3 separate regions of the Zea mays genome follow, and all the other regions are linked to region 2. Evidence: chromatin contacts called from public Hi-C data. All regions are on one chromosome and are shown on one strand. The core of a region is the stretch at or near the end of the contact, and the rest is flanking DNA. Distances in the headings are between cores, read along the strand shown. Region 1 holds the start of LOC103640990 (probable serine/threonine-protein kinase At1g09600). Region 2 has its middle 94 kb from the start of LOC100283010. Region 3 has its middle 51 kb from the start of LOC103640988.

Region 1 (4,787 bases), core at 2,229-4,728, 370 kb before region 2:
TAGCGCCTTCAGCTGCTCTATGTAGCTACTTGCTTCCCTTACAGAGTCGCGCCTTGCGCACCGCTTCTTGGATGTGCCTCTCGTGCTCCTTGAGCATGTCTTCGATGTTGCCACCCGGTGGCATCAACGGCCCAGAATAGTGGATCCTTTTGTACTTCCTTCCACGGTCCTGCTGGTCACAGCAATTCACATGCATATGATACTAAAAAACTGGCGCGAAATGAAAAAGAAAGAAAAGAACGCCTAGCGTAGTCTGATCTGATCCGAGTACTACTAACCTCCTGCTGGTCTTTCTTCTGAGAGGAGACGGCAGGCCTGTCTGCTCGCTGGTTGCGGTCACCGCCGTTCCTCAAGTCTGCAGCGTCGTACTGTGGCGTATTCGAATTCGATGGCCCTTTCTTCCTCGCAACGCGAACAGAGCTGCAAACGCGGCCGAGGACCGAACGATGGTGATCCCCTGTGTTATTCCACGTGGATCCACACTCAGGAACCTGCGCTGAGGTTGGCAGTGCCCGAGGCTCTACACGGAACCCTGGCACACTGTCCTCGGCGCTGAACTTCTCACAGGTGCTCTTCGAAGTGCTATGCGTGGGTTGCTGCAGATGTTGCATTCATTCACATTATTTCTAATCTTGTTTTAAGCTTTTTTGTATCCTGATTTGTGATGACAAAGCCTACTAATAGATTAAAGCAGCTACTCACCTTAACTTGAGCAGCTATATCAATGGCGCGACTGGCTACTACATGGCTCTCATTTCCAGGTTTGACAGATTCAGCTCCTGGCCCGCCAAGTGCCGCCGCGTTTCTTAGCCTTGATGAAACAGAGTAATGCGAACGTCAGCATCACAATAAACCCTAAATCCACAGATGCAGTACCATGTACCTCCTGGCTTCTTCTTGCCTAAGTCTGACATCGTACTCTTTGCTTGGTGGGAGTTTCGGTAGGCTCGAAGGGTCGCAAGCGAGTGGTTTGGCTCTGAAAAACTGAGGCATATATTCCAAAAACACAAGCGAGTTGATGGCATAAGCGCAGACATATAAGAAACACAAGCTCGGAAGGCTAAGTGCAAAAAAAAAAAAGAATCTTATTACTTCACTTTGAAGAGCTGAGGTGGCTGTTCCACGTCCTTCTGGCTCTAGCGAAAGCAATGAGTCGATGAGAAGTACAGCTGGAGTGGGTAAATCTTTGAAAGTCTCGGTGACACACCGCCTGTATTGCTGCTGAGGCTTGAACATTGCAGTTTCTGGCACCTTCGATTTCTTGCAGTAGTTCTCGGATGGGGAGCCACACAGCTTAAATATCTTGTGGATTTGCTCCACCTGGCAATGGCAACGATTTCGGGCTCATTATATTAATTGGTGATCGATGTCTGGAAGCAAAACGACAAGAAGCATCAATAATCAAATTAGAACTACCTCGGTTCTTCCTGGCATGATTGGCTTGCCAGCAAACAACTCAGCCACGATACATCCTGTGCTCCACATGTCCACCGCAGCAGCATAATCTGTGGCACCCAGCAGAAGCTCCGGTGGTCTGTACCATAACGTCACAACGCGGCTTGTCAGTGGCTGCGGGTTGCTGGGATCGTACGATATTGCCAGGCCGAAGTCTCCGATCTTGAGCGTCCCGTTGCTGTCAATCAACAGGTTCGAGCCCTTGATGTCCCTATGCAGGACCCCGTTTCTGTGGCAATGGTCGAGGCCGTGGAGCAGCTGCTGGACGATGCATTTTATCTGGTGTATATATATATATATTTATTTGCGCTACAGTTTTAGTGTTCGTTCCCAAGTGATGGATGGATGGATGGACAAGGTAAACCTACTAAACCACCTGCGGCTCAGTGAGCTTGAGGCCTGGAGTTGCAACGAGACCAGCGAGGTCATGCTCCATGTACTCGAAGACAAGGTAGAGGCTCTGCGACACGCGGGACGTTACGATCCCTTGGAGCTTTATGACGTTGGGATGGTCCAGCCTCCGAAGGATGTGGATTTCTCTGGCCATGAAGCGCACGCTCTCGGGATCCATGTTGACGAACCGCACCTTTTTTAGCGCAACGATCTTCCCAGATTCCAGATCCCGGGCTTTGTACACCACACTGTAGGTTCCTTGCCCAATCTGCGACGCAAAACAATCTATTCTAGCAATTTGCATGCATGGTATACACTCAGTAAGTAGTTTACCTTGGCCAGTTTCTCAAAGGAATCTGCTCGCCGAGGCAACCAGCCTTCTACTGCTTTAGGTGCCACATTCACGAGCCAAGATGGCCAGCCAGAGACTGCATTAAGCCCTTTAAACTCTGCGTTGTTTCCACTGCTGATCCTAGCATCTAGAGACACTACCACCTTTTCTGCACCATACAGATTTCCTTTGGTCTTTGCATTATTAAGCGCGGCTGAACTGCTGCTGTCCTTCGCGATCGCATCAGTGGCTGGCTCACTTCTCCTTGGCGGCGTTCTGCGTCCAGAAGCGGCATTGGCATCTTCTTTGGCGCCTTTGGAGCAAAGACAGCCCATAAGATGCAGGGCCTTCTTCTTGAACGAGCTGATTGCACTGAGACCAATTTTTGCGGTTTTTCTTGCTAATCTCTGCACTTGACGACAAATGACCATCTCCTCAGCTAGCTTCCCAGTCTTGCTACTGACTTTTGATTGTATCCGTGATGACCATACAATTATTGAAAGAACAGCAGATGAGTTCGTTCTTTATTTTGTGCTTTTTTCCCCCTATATATGATCTTGAGGAACAGGCTACCAGTTTCTTCAATGCCTATTCTCTAGGGGCGCGGGGTGATTAGATGGACTGGCACAAATTGTATAGATATTGGAGAGAAACTGAAATGCGTGAAAATAATGTCAAATTTGGGCAACAGTTTGAAGAAGGCCAGCAAATTAAAACGTTTGGAATTTTATGAATCAGGCTAATCTATCAAAACCAACTACTATGTAGCACACAAGTTTTTTCCAATTCAAATGATTTCATATGAAACACTAGGCGTGATAAAAAAAAACTTTACCTTTGGGAGGAGCTAGCAGCACCCTGACCCAACCGACAGTAAGTTGATTGTGGGCAATGGTTAGCTCTTTCAAAATCTGATCAGGAGCAGGAAAAACCAGCCAAATATGATGAAAATTGCAGATTGGTGTGAAGGCATCCCAGCAACATGAACCAAGAACCAGGTATCAATCTGTTTTTTTCCTTCAATAAACCATTACGACACCAGCTTCCCATTTTGGTCCTTGGACAGAGGGGTGAGTACAAGAACACTAATGCACAACAAAGTTGGATTGCAAACAACAGATAGGGATTTCGCTGTAAGGGAGTTTCATAGAGAAATTTCTTTATTTTTTCTGTCTCTAAAGCAATACACGAAAAAAAATTAAAAAAAAAATATCAAAAGGAAATGAACCAAACCATTAGAAATTGCTAACGGCCAGGTATTCAGAAAGGAACGGATGGGAGATATTGTGAGAGCTAAAATTAGCTCATGGTTACCCTTCTTATCTATAAATAGTTACAAGTCATGTTTCTTCTCTCTCATACCTCCTGTGTATAACCTCCAACAATTTGGATGCGGTTAATGGATAGATGATAGTGTAATTCATTTTACATAAAAACTACTGTAGCAAAAAGAAAATTCTGTAAATTGTAATGTGACTATATTAAATTAGATTTTTGCAGGGCAACTTTTTTAACATATTAAAAAATACTCCAAAAAAATCTATCTCTACTAATTAAAAAAGCAGCACCATCGTGCGATGTTTGTGCTTCACGTGCATTGCATTTGCATACAAGCCTGCCTCCGCGTTTGGAATCACATGCAGCCCCTCCTTTACCCACGCGCTACATGATGCATGCATGCAAGTCTGGTCCCGCGTCCGAATCCTCTCTGCGCGGTGCGCGACCGCTTCGTGGGCCGATGCGCTGCGTGGGTTGCACGCATACCGGGTTAAGTTCATCTAGGCCCTGCCATACATCCCGACTGGAACCTCACAAGATATTAGGCCTACTCATACCTGTCTTTGTCACAAAAATCTAGAACGACTATACAGGTGTGCTAAATAGCTTGACAGGAACAAGATCTTACTTCTCCTTTACATCCCAAGAGCGATTAACACATCTCATAGACATTACAACACAAATCGGAGTAAAGCGGAAAGAGTTATAATAACTTAATTCACATCCAGATGTTTGAGTAAACAATATAAGGAAAGAGTAGTTATTACAATATAAGGGTTTGAGTGCAACCTACTTATTTCATAATTGGAAGGTTAGCACCTTCCATAACCAATACTTAAGTTTCCTCCTCTGCTTTGGGACTACTTGGTGCAGAAGCAACAAAACTCCAAAGGTTCACCATCTGCAACGATGGGTTCAAAGAACCCTAAGTACGAAGGTATTTTCGCAAGTCTTACCTGACTAAAGAAAAGACTATCAATGATATGTTGAATTTTGAGAATAAATGTAAAGTATAGCAAGAATCAAGAACTCTATTGCATCAAAGCTTACTAAAATTGGTCCCCAAGCTTTCATTGTACTTGCCAAATTAAGTAGTTTCCTGAATCTAGATTATCCTAATCTAGATCAATCACTTGTCTTAATCTAGCTTTCTTTTATCACATCCTAGTTTCACTTGTTAAATACGATGTAGGGCAGTGACCAAGTCTTCATATATGAGAAGTAACGACAATCCGAATCAATTAATACCCAGCTGTTGATGTCTAATCACACGATATATGTAGCACTTAACCCTTGCATATGTCAACCGTCTTCAGGTTTCTCAAGACCA
Region 2 (4,224 bases), core at 341-2,840:
AGAAGCTCAGGGGGTCACATGCAAATTTCAAGACCTAGTTGCTATGTTCTTTGAATATGGTGGACGACAGGTTTATTTAAAACAAACCCAAGGGCTCTTATGCAAACTGGGCACGACGAAGGGATATCGCATGCCATGGACGAAGGTATAATTCACCGGACTGTCCGGTGTGCCACCGGACTGTCCGGTGCACCAGCGGAGCAACGGCTATCTGCGCGCAACGGTCGACTCTGACAGTGAACAGTGCAGAACAGTACACGCGGCAGAAGTCAGAGCAGATGGTCAGAGGGGCACCGGACTGTCCGGTGCCACATGAGGACAGAGCCTCCAACGGTCGACCAGCTCCAAGCCCTAACGATAGGATGACGTGGCGGCGCACCGGACACTGTCCGGTGGTGCACCGGACTATCCGGTGCGCCCATCGCCAGCAGCCTTCTCCAACGGCTACAATTTGGTTGGTGGCTATAAATACCACCCCAATTGGCCACTTCAAGAGGAAGGGAGCCCAAGCAACATTCCAAGTCACATAGTTGACATACTCAAGCCCTCCCAACCACCTCTATTCATTGATCCATCCTATACACAAGGTTTAGACCACTACAAACCACACAAGTGCCACAAAAGAGAGAGCAAGCAAAAGAAAGCCTCTTGTGAGAGTTTAGCTCTAGTGCCTTGTGAGATTCATTGAGAGAAAGTGTGTGCTACATCTTGCGTTCATTGTGCGTGGAGTTTTGACTCCCATTGAACTTCCTCCAAAGTTTTGGAGGCTTGTAAAGCTAGCAAGAGACACCTAAGTGTGTGGCGATCCTTGCGGGGTCTTAAGTGATCCTTGAGAAGAAGAAGAGCTCGCTGATCTTGGGGATCGGTTGAGAGAGGGAAAGGGTTGAAAGAGACCCGTCCTTAGTGGACTCCTCAACGGGGACTAGGCCATCGAGGGCCGAACCTCGGTAAAACAAATCACCCGTGTCTCGTGTGTTTATTGCTTGTGATTTGTTTGTTCTCTCTCTTTCTAAGTTCTCTTGCGCTACTCTTTGTTAATATCCTTTTGTGTTGCTTCAAGTTAAAATCACATTTAGAGAAGCAACTCCTTGCAAGAAAGAACTTGTGCTACTCTTCTTATTTAAGCCCTCTTGCATTATTCTCCACCATCTCTAGTAGTATTGTTATTAATTAAATTCCGTACTCTTTGAATACAATACCCATTGCAAGCAAAGGACTTAGTTTTTATACTTCGATAATTTTGTGTCTTGTTCTAACCACTAAGCAAGGGATCTAGTTGGGGTGTAAAGTTATAATTTTCAGGATTCGCCTATCCACCCCCCTATAGGCGACTTTCAACGGTCAAGATTAAAATTTTCATAAACCGAAATGGTACGCTAAACAAGCCGTCAGATCCGAGATCTACGATCGCAATTAAAAATAGCTGAGATTCGATCTCACTTGTGCTATCCCGAATCAACGAGCAGGAATTAACAGACTCCCCGATTAGATCTCATTCGTCCGTCATCGATCAGTAGCTCAGATCACCCCACAAAATGGTATGCACAGGCCTAATCTCAACCGTTCATCCTTTAATCCACGTTTAAGGCACTTCCCCCTTGCCCGCCACGACCAGAGCAGCGGCGTCGCCGCCCCCATACGACAGAGCTTCACCGGTGATTGGTCCGTTGCCGATACGGTGCCCGGTGCTCTAAGCGAAACACATCAAAACAAAGCTAGGCTCAAAGAGAATCTATGGGAGGGGTTGTTACCGGAAATCACGATGTCGTGCTCAACGAATCCTGCTCGCGGCGTCCCCACTTTCTCCCATGGTGATCCATCCCCTCCTGCAATGGTATCGAGATATCCTGTGTTCTTGGTTCTGTTCTGGTGAGCAGGGGGCATGGCGCTCGGATTTCTTTATAGCCCAGGGGTGAGGAGTCTGCATAAGGGGAGGCCGAGGAGCCCGACGGGGTTGGTGCGATTCTGTTTTGGAGGTCTCGGCAGGGGAGAGCAATCTGGCGCGTGGGCCCCACATGGAAGACGCAACAATTTTGTGGCCGGTGGTGTGTCTAGCTGAGGCAGGGGCCCGCCCATCAGTGCCAAAGCACGACAGCCAGGGAGTCAGCGGTAGCGAGCCCACTGGGCCGTGCGGAGGAGAGGGAGCCAAACCGGGCAGCGTGAAGGTGGCCCATGCATAGTGATGCCCTTTTCTCCTTTTTTTCATTTTGTTTCTCAATTTCAACTCAGATTCAAATTCGAATTCTAGATCAAATAGAGATCAAACTTACAGTATATTTAAGTACTCAAACAAAAACCTCAACATGAATGCAAGTTATATTTATAAAGATTATTTTTACTCACCTAATTTAAAATATATTTCAAATGTGAAGTACACACATTATTAAGAAATACTATTTTGAATGTAAATTTAAAGGCTTTTCCACAATTCAACATTTACTACTTATTATTATTTATTTATATTAAATGGATATGTTTTATAAAGGTAGAAAATCATTTATAGAAGTCATTTATCTCAAATCCTTTGGAGAACTTTTTATACCTCACAAAATAGGATTTTGTGTGTCACGACCCGTTTGCTTGGATAGATGACGAATCCTTGGAAGATGATTTAGATTATTTTGTGGCACTAGATTTAGCTGCAGCGGAGTCTCTATTAAGGGTCGCCCCCCTTGAAGCACCGGCGACTTCTACGGGGGTAGCCCCTGGTGAACCGCGAGGGCGAAAAAAGATTGGGCTATCGAAACAAAGTGTCGGGATGGTAGAAGAGTCTTCGCAAGGTATTAGAAGACATCACCGAATGGTCATGGAGAGGTCGCATCTTCGGATTGGACCGCGGTTGGATCAAGGGACCCGTCGTGACTTACTGGCGCCGACGGCCGGGTCATGCTTCGGGGAGGGGGATCTGCGGGCCCTTTTTGATGGTGAAGAGTTGAAGTTGATGCTATTTAATTTCCGAGAAGCTGGTCTTATTCCGAAACAAGAGCCAATGTAACAATGAGTGTTGCCATCGCCGTTCTTTAGTGACGATAAGCAAAAACACTGCCCTCGCCCCCCTTCGCTAAAGGACGGCTGTGGGGACATGTATGTGGGCAATTTTCTTGTGCGCATCTTGTAATTGAAATATGATGTGTCTTTCATTGTGGTGTATGCGCTGAGTTGCAGATGGTAGCGTCTTCGCACGTTTTGGTGTTGTTAATATGTTTATATTGATCCGACTGTTGGTAGAGTATTATCTTTTGTCTAGGTGATGACTTCATTTTTTGCGATACACCTATTGTGTGAATCCAGCTGCACCCTTAGGTGACTTTTGCTTGGATAAAAATATGCGTCTCTAGGACGACTTCACACCCTTGGGTAGTGGGACGCACTTATATTGATCCAGCTGCACCCTTAGGCCACTTCTGCCTGCACTGTGCTTGTCGCACGCAACAGATGTTGAGGCTGGCCGTTGCGGTGTCTGTTTTAGCGTCGAATGTCGAAGACCGACTTCGTAGTTTTTTTCGACATACAAGCTGTCATGGTGCCGCTTTTGAATCAATAGCAAAGACAAATATAGAAAAGATTACTGAGGAAATTCTAGAAGGCTTATCTGAAGATACTGATGACAGCGACAGTTATGATGCGGAAAGTGGAGGCGAAGACTAAAGATCGGCCCTGGCGACCAAGTCATGCAGTCTTCGGGAAATCGACTATCAAACAGAGTCATCTTGATAATATGAGAGGAAGGTATTTTCGAGATATGTCTATTGTGAGGGCTGACGCAGACAGGGTTGTTCCTACCCCCGAAGAAAACGAAGTTATGATCTACCGAAGCTTCTTCAAAGCTGGGCTTCGGTTCCCATTGAGCAGATTTGTTGTTGAAGTTTTAAAGACATATCAGATTTTCCTACACCAGATCACTCCTGAAGCAATTATTAGAATGGGGATCTTCGTCTGGGTTGTGAGAAGTCAAGGTCTGGAGCCAAATGCAAAATGTTTTTGCAGCATGCATGAACTTTCGTATGAGACGAAACCCTGGGGTAAGGAACAGTATCATAACAATTTTGGCTGCTACGGCTTCATTGCTCGTTCTGGCTCAAGCTACCCAATGCCAACTTTTCGGAAGAGGTGGCCCGAGGCCTGGATGGAAGAGTGGTTTTATGTAAAAAATGATTTAAAGGCGAGAGAATATATTAAAGAGATCATCATGCGCCCCATCTGGTCCCCCTTTGGGCTCCAAAA
Region 3 (4,727 bases), core at 762-3,261, 460 kb after region 2:
GTCGTGTGTTGAGTATAGGACTTAGGTTGAAAATCTTGCTTGGAATTGTGGATAAACAAAATAACTCTGAAATCAAGGACTTGTTGGGAAGGAGCTACATATGCTAAAGTCAGATCTTAGACTAGAGAGTAACTTTGTTTTTGATGGATGGATCAAAGAGATGAATCCCGGAAGAAGCTGAAACACAGATGAAACTCATTTGAAACCCTAAACTAACCCCAAATGTGGAATTTAAAATCTAGAAGGATTTAGCTAAAAGTCCATATACCAAGGTTGTAGAACTTGGAAAAGTGAACAAATTTTATAGCTGGAGAATTCCAAGTTGAGTGGAGAAATTTGGAGTAATTTGCAAAATTTCAGCTTGGGTTCAGTTTGAATTGGGCTGAAAACAGTTTCATATAGCTGTTTTTGGACCCTTATAACTTTTGATCTACGGACTTTTGGTAAGGAGTTACTATAAAAAACTTGTAAAATGACTGTTGGAGAACAATCCTTATTAAGTGTACCAGCCCTAAAAGTATATGCAACTGGCTGAAAAAGTGGTCCAATTTAGGGCTGTCAGATTTCAGACTTAGTGTAAATGCAAATCCTGAATTTCAGTGTTTTGGTGTAACTTTGGAGCTCTCTATTGCTTTATCCATAGGGTTATAGGTTATGATCATTATAACACAATTATAGAGCTAAATGAGGAGTATAAGTTTGATTAAGACACTTAGCCCTAAAGCTATTTGGAACCTAGAGAAAAGCTGGTCTAAAGTAGATCTGTCTGAAAGTGTGGATTTCAGACTTAGTGAAATTCAGTCTGAATTTCAGTAATTTGGGCAAGCTTTGCACCTCTGTAGTTTGGAATCTATGAGGGTTTAGATATGGGTCACTATGTCAAAGTTGTAGAGGAACTATAGGAGTATAAACTTTATTAAGCAACTGGCCCCTAAAAACATTTGAAACCCAGGAAAAAAGAGTGGTTCCAAGTGGTGCTGCTGTATTTCTGAATTTTCATATTTAAAACAGTAACTAGAACTGAGTTCAGTGTTTGATAGCAGTTTTGGGAGCTTGTTTGTCACTAATCCCTAAGGATTTGGGCTGAGAGGTCCATAAATGGATTGAAGACCATCTGTTGATGAATAACTTTCCTTAAGTGAGCTTGACATGACCCCATACAAAAATTGGAGTAAAACTTGCCCAAAAATGTCAGTGTGCACAAACTGAATTTTTGTGCAGATCACTGAAACATAAATTTACAGTTTGGTGCTCTGTTTGGAGCTCTATTGTGCCAAATCTTGGTAGTTTTGGACGAAGAACTTTATAGAAAAATGGAAGACCATATCTAGGAGAACAAACGTATTTAAGAAGTGTTGGGTTGGTGCTACACAAATTTGGGAGAGAAGTTAGTTCCAAGATGGGCTGTCAAGTTGCTTTGACTGAAATTTTGTTCAGTTTCTGAAACCTGAAATTCAGTGGATGGTGCCTAGTTTGGAGCTCTTTTGTGACCGGTTCCTAAGGTTTTGGACTATAGAATGTGTAGAGAAATTGAAGGTCTTATATTAGGAGACAAGTTTCTTATGGTGAGTAGGCCTAGTGCTGTGCAAAAATTTGGAGTAAAAGGTACCCAAAACCCTTTCTGTCAGACATATAAAGTCAATAGATGTTTCAGTTAGCTGAAACCAGAATCCAGTGAATGGGGCTCACTTTGAGCATTTGTAACTTCTGTTCTGCATATTTTTAACCTTCGATTTTTGTATAGATTGTGTTAAGGGCAGTGAGTTGCTATAAGAAGGATGGAGTATTAGGACCCTGAAATGCCTCTGTTAGTCCAGTGGGTCGAAGTTCAGTTGGTTCAGTATTGGGGCATGTGTTTGAAGAACATTCCAGTCACTGTGACGCTTTGTTGTTTCTGTCAAAGGGAGTATGAGGGGTGTTAGCACTTTATGAAAGGATGAGCTTGGACTTCAAATATCTGGGACCAAAGAGTTCAAACCTTATCCCAACTGCTGACTCAGTTATTGCTGTGCTGCTCTATCAAAACACCGCTGTTTTTTTTTTCAGTTTCTCCTCGCTGTAGCTTGCCCTTACGTGGGCGTGGATGCCTGGGCCACGTGCTCAGGTCCATGCAAACTTTAGCCATAACCTGTAGATGTCGAGATAGTAATGGATGTTAGAGCTGCTTCGGTTTATACCTTGCTGTGGTTGCCAAGGCAAAAGGGTGTTTCTCTTTCCCCTCGACTTGTGCTTCTTAGCTAGGTCCGGCTAGAGTTTTACCGTCCCTGTTTCTACGCCGTAGTAGCTTGGTCACGCAGTTCTTTCAGTCTAAACCCACCCCTTGTCGCCGTTGCCTTCCAAATCTAGTGACCACGCCGGCCGTCGCTCTACCCGAGGCCAGGATCCTTGATCGGGAACGGGGAACTTGCCGCCAGACCACGTCGCCGCAGATCGACGTCATAGACAGCCTCATCTCCAGCCGTTCAAACCACGTGTTCGGTGTTCCCCGAGTGATTTCGTGCACGCAACAGGAATTTGGTGAGTCTCTAATGCTCCCCGTGTACTTGGGAGAGGATTTACTGCGGAGATGTCTCGGGATCGGGTTCGCAGTCTAGGATATCGCCGGTAACGTGGCTGGAACTTTGTAAAAGAGTGGAATCCGAGGGACTTAAGTGAATCTGTCGGTGAGTAAGATAACAGTGGAAAGGGCCGATGTGGATTAGTTTGAGCGCGAAGGTCCTTTTTGCAAGATATGTGATGAGGGCGCGGGCTATTCGTTGTGGGCCAACTCTTTCTGTTACTGGGTCGGCTGGGCTAGGTTTTGGCCTAGTACTGTACTCAGTTTTATCGTTTTTTTATTAGCAAACTTGTAAATTGAGCTAAAAATCATAGAAAAATGATAAATTAATGGGACAAATTTTGTTGGACGTCTAATTTCATGACCTCTCTCGTAAAGTTGGTTTTAGGTTTTTTAGATTAATTAGCAAATTCTAAGTGAATTTAAGGTGCTCTTGGGAGGCCTATATTAATTTTATAAATAAGAGGATAACACCAAAAATTTTGAAATTTTTTTGGAGAGACTTGTTATCAGAAGTTAAAACTGTGGGCAAAAATTTGGAACTCGTTGGATGTGATTTGCTTAGTAAACTAATTATTGTCCAAAAAGAAAATGACTTCACCTATGGAATGAGGGCGGCTAATAGTTTAGTGAAGTGATGAAGTTGCTTAAAAAGCTTTAAGCTTTTGGATGAGATCTAAGATAGGTTAGTTCTCTGGTTTGTCTAAGTAATTCAATTTGGTCATTTTTAGCAAGTGTTGGTGATGTAGAACCATGTGTATGCTTGTCTTGTGTTTTAGTTTGTGGTGTTTATGTTCCCCACCTCTCCTTGTGAGAGTTTGCATTCCATATCATTACATAAGCATACATGTATTTGTAATTGACTTGTAGAACACCTAGAAGAAGTGGTATTTGAAGGAGTCTACTCCAGTGGCTGCTAATCAAGTGGAGGAGCTATCTAACTGTGTATTGGATAGAGGGATCGAGAGCCTCTTCACAGCAACAAAGGCAAGCCACGATGCATTTGCCCCTTCCTTGTATTTTTAAAAGACTTTTATACACTTTAAGTCTAGTGAAATGTGCATTAAGTTTATAGGAATTGATTGGAAACTACTTGATGCATTGACTACCTTGATATCCATTCCTTTATAGATACTTCTAGTGAAGTATCAAATATGATTTACAAAAAATGCTTAGCCCTGCTTAAATCTTGTGGATAGAGGTTGTATTTTGCATTAATGCCTAGCTCAGGGGTTATCTTAAGGAAGGATGGCTTCTACCTGCAAGAATATTTTCATTGGGAGCATGGTGGGATCTTACTGCAAAGTTCCCTATAATGCTCTTTTCATCCTTAGAGGAACACAAAAAAATCCTAAGGGTGGAAGTAATTAACTCGAGACTTGGGCTAGGAACAGGTGATGCTCCATCCAGGTTAATTAAGGATTGGATGCGTATGTAGGCCTATATGATCAAGGACTATCTTAGCTGGCCACATGCCCTGGATATGGGACAGGGTAAGCTTGAACCCGGCCATTCCATACGTGAAAAGACAACCGCGCACTGGGCGTGGGAGATGGTGGGAGTAGCGTGTACCCTCCTAGCTAGAGGCTAGACGGAGGAGTACTGTGCTCCCGGGTAGCACAGAACGATTCACGTTGTGGAGGATCTGTGGGAATGGTTGACATATGCAAGGGTTAAGTGCTACATATGTCGTGTGGTTAGAGATCCTCAGCTGAGTAAATCGATTCGGATCGTCGTTATATCCCCGGACAGTGGAGACTTGATCTCTGACCTGCAACCTAGGTCAGGATGTAAACATTATGAATAAAAATAATGTTGTATTGATGAGATGGTGAAATTAGACTGGATGCAACCAGAGTCTATTAATATTTAATATGGCCTTAAAATATTGAAAGTAGGACTCACTTTAGTAAGTTATTTCTGCAAAAGTATCTAAGTTGATTATTATTAAAGCCTTTTCCTTGGTTCCTATTTAACCAGCATATCCTTGAGAGTCATTTTTCCTTAGTCGGGTAAGACTTGCGAAAGTACACCTCGTACTCAGGGTTTTCGAACCCATGTTGTTGTAGGTGATGAGGAGTACTCTAGATGTTTCTGAGGCTGGAGGGCGTTTCCAGTTCTGGAGGAGGATTAGTTAGGCTTGTGTATAAGCTTTGGAGGGTTCCTACCT

Evidence for each region. A called contact is a pair of places that touch in the nucleus more often than the background predicts.
Region 1: a contact with region 2 is called in a Hi-C map of endosperm, with 3 times the contacts expected there. The contact joins the promoter of LOC103640990 here to the enhancer-like site in region 2. A contact is called at or near these places in 4 of 25 Hi-C or Micro-C datasets (bundle sheath, ear, endosperm and 1 more).
Region 3: a Hi-C map of leaf shows a contact between it and region 2, with 6 times the contacts expected there. The contact joins two enhancer-like sites. A contact is called at or near these places in 2 of 25 Hi-C or Micro-C datasets (ear and leaf).

The regions. Positions count from the first base shown.
Region 1 is chr10:30,645,721-30,650,507 of Zm-B73-REFERENCE-NAM-5.0, reverse strand. LOC103640990 (probable serine/threonine-protein kinase At1g09600) reads right to left here and starts at 3,478. Exons shown (of 9, transcript XM_008664416.3): 1 at 3,015-3,478; 2 at 2,182-2,832; 3 at 1,832-2,116; 4 at 1,417-1,734; 5 at 1,093-1,320; 6 at 884-984; 7 at 703-811; 8 at 279-596; 9 at 1-169. The coding sequence starts at 2,610. The coding sequence ends at 26.
Region 2 is chr10:30,273,832-30,278,055 of Zm-B73-REFERENCE-NAM-5.0, reverse strand. No RefSeq gene overlaps it. Among protein-coding and RNA genes, the nearest start is that of LOC100283010, 94 kb to the left of the region's middle. Within about 2 kb of position 1,590, at least 20 of the 20 cell types and tissues checked have an H3K27ac peak or open chromatin away from gene starts, as enhancers often do. A contact at or near this core is called in bundle sheath, ear, endosperm and 1 more, where this site is marked.
Region 3 is chr10:29,813,410-29,818,136 of Zm-B73-REFERENCE-NAM-5.0, reverse strand. No RefSeq gene overlaps it. Among protein-coding and RNA genes, the nearest start is that of LOC103640988, 51 kb to the right of the region's middle. Within about 2 kb of position 2,011, at least 7 of the 20 cell types and tissues checked have an H3K27ac peak or open chromatin away from gene starts, as enhancers often do. A contact at or near this core is called in leaf, where this site is marked.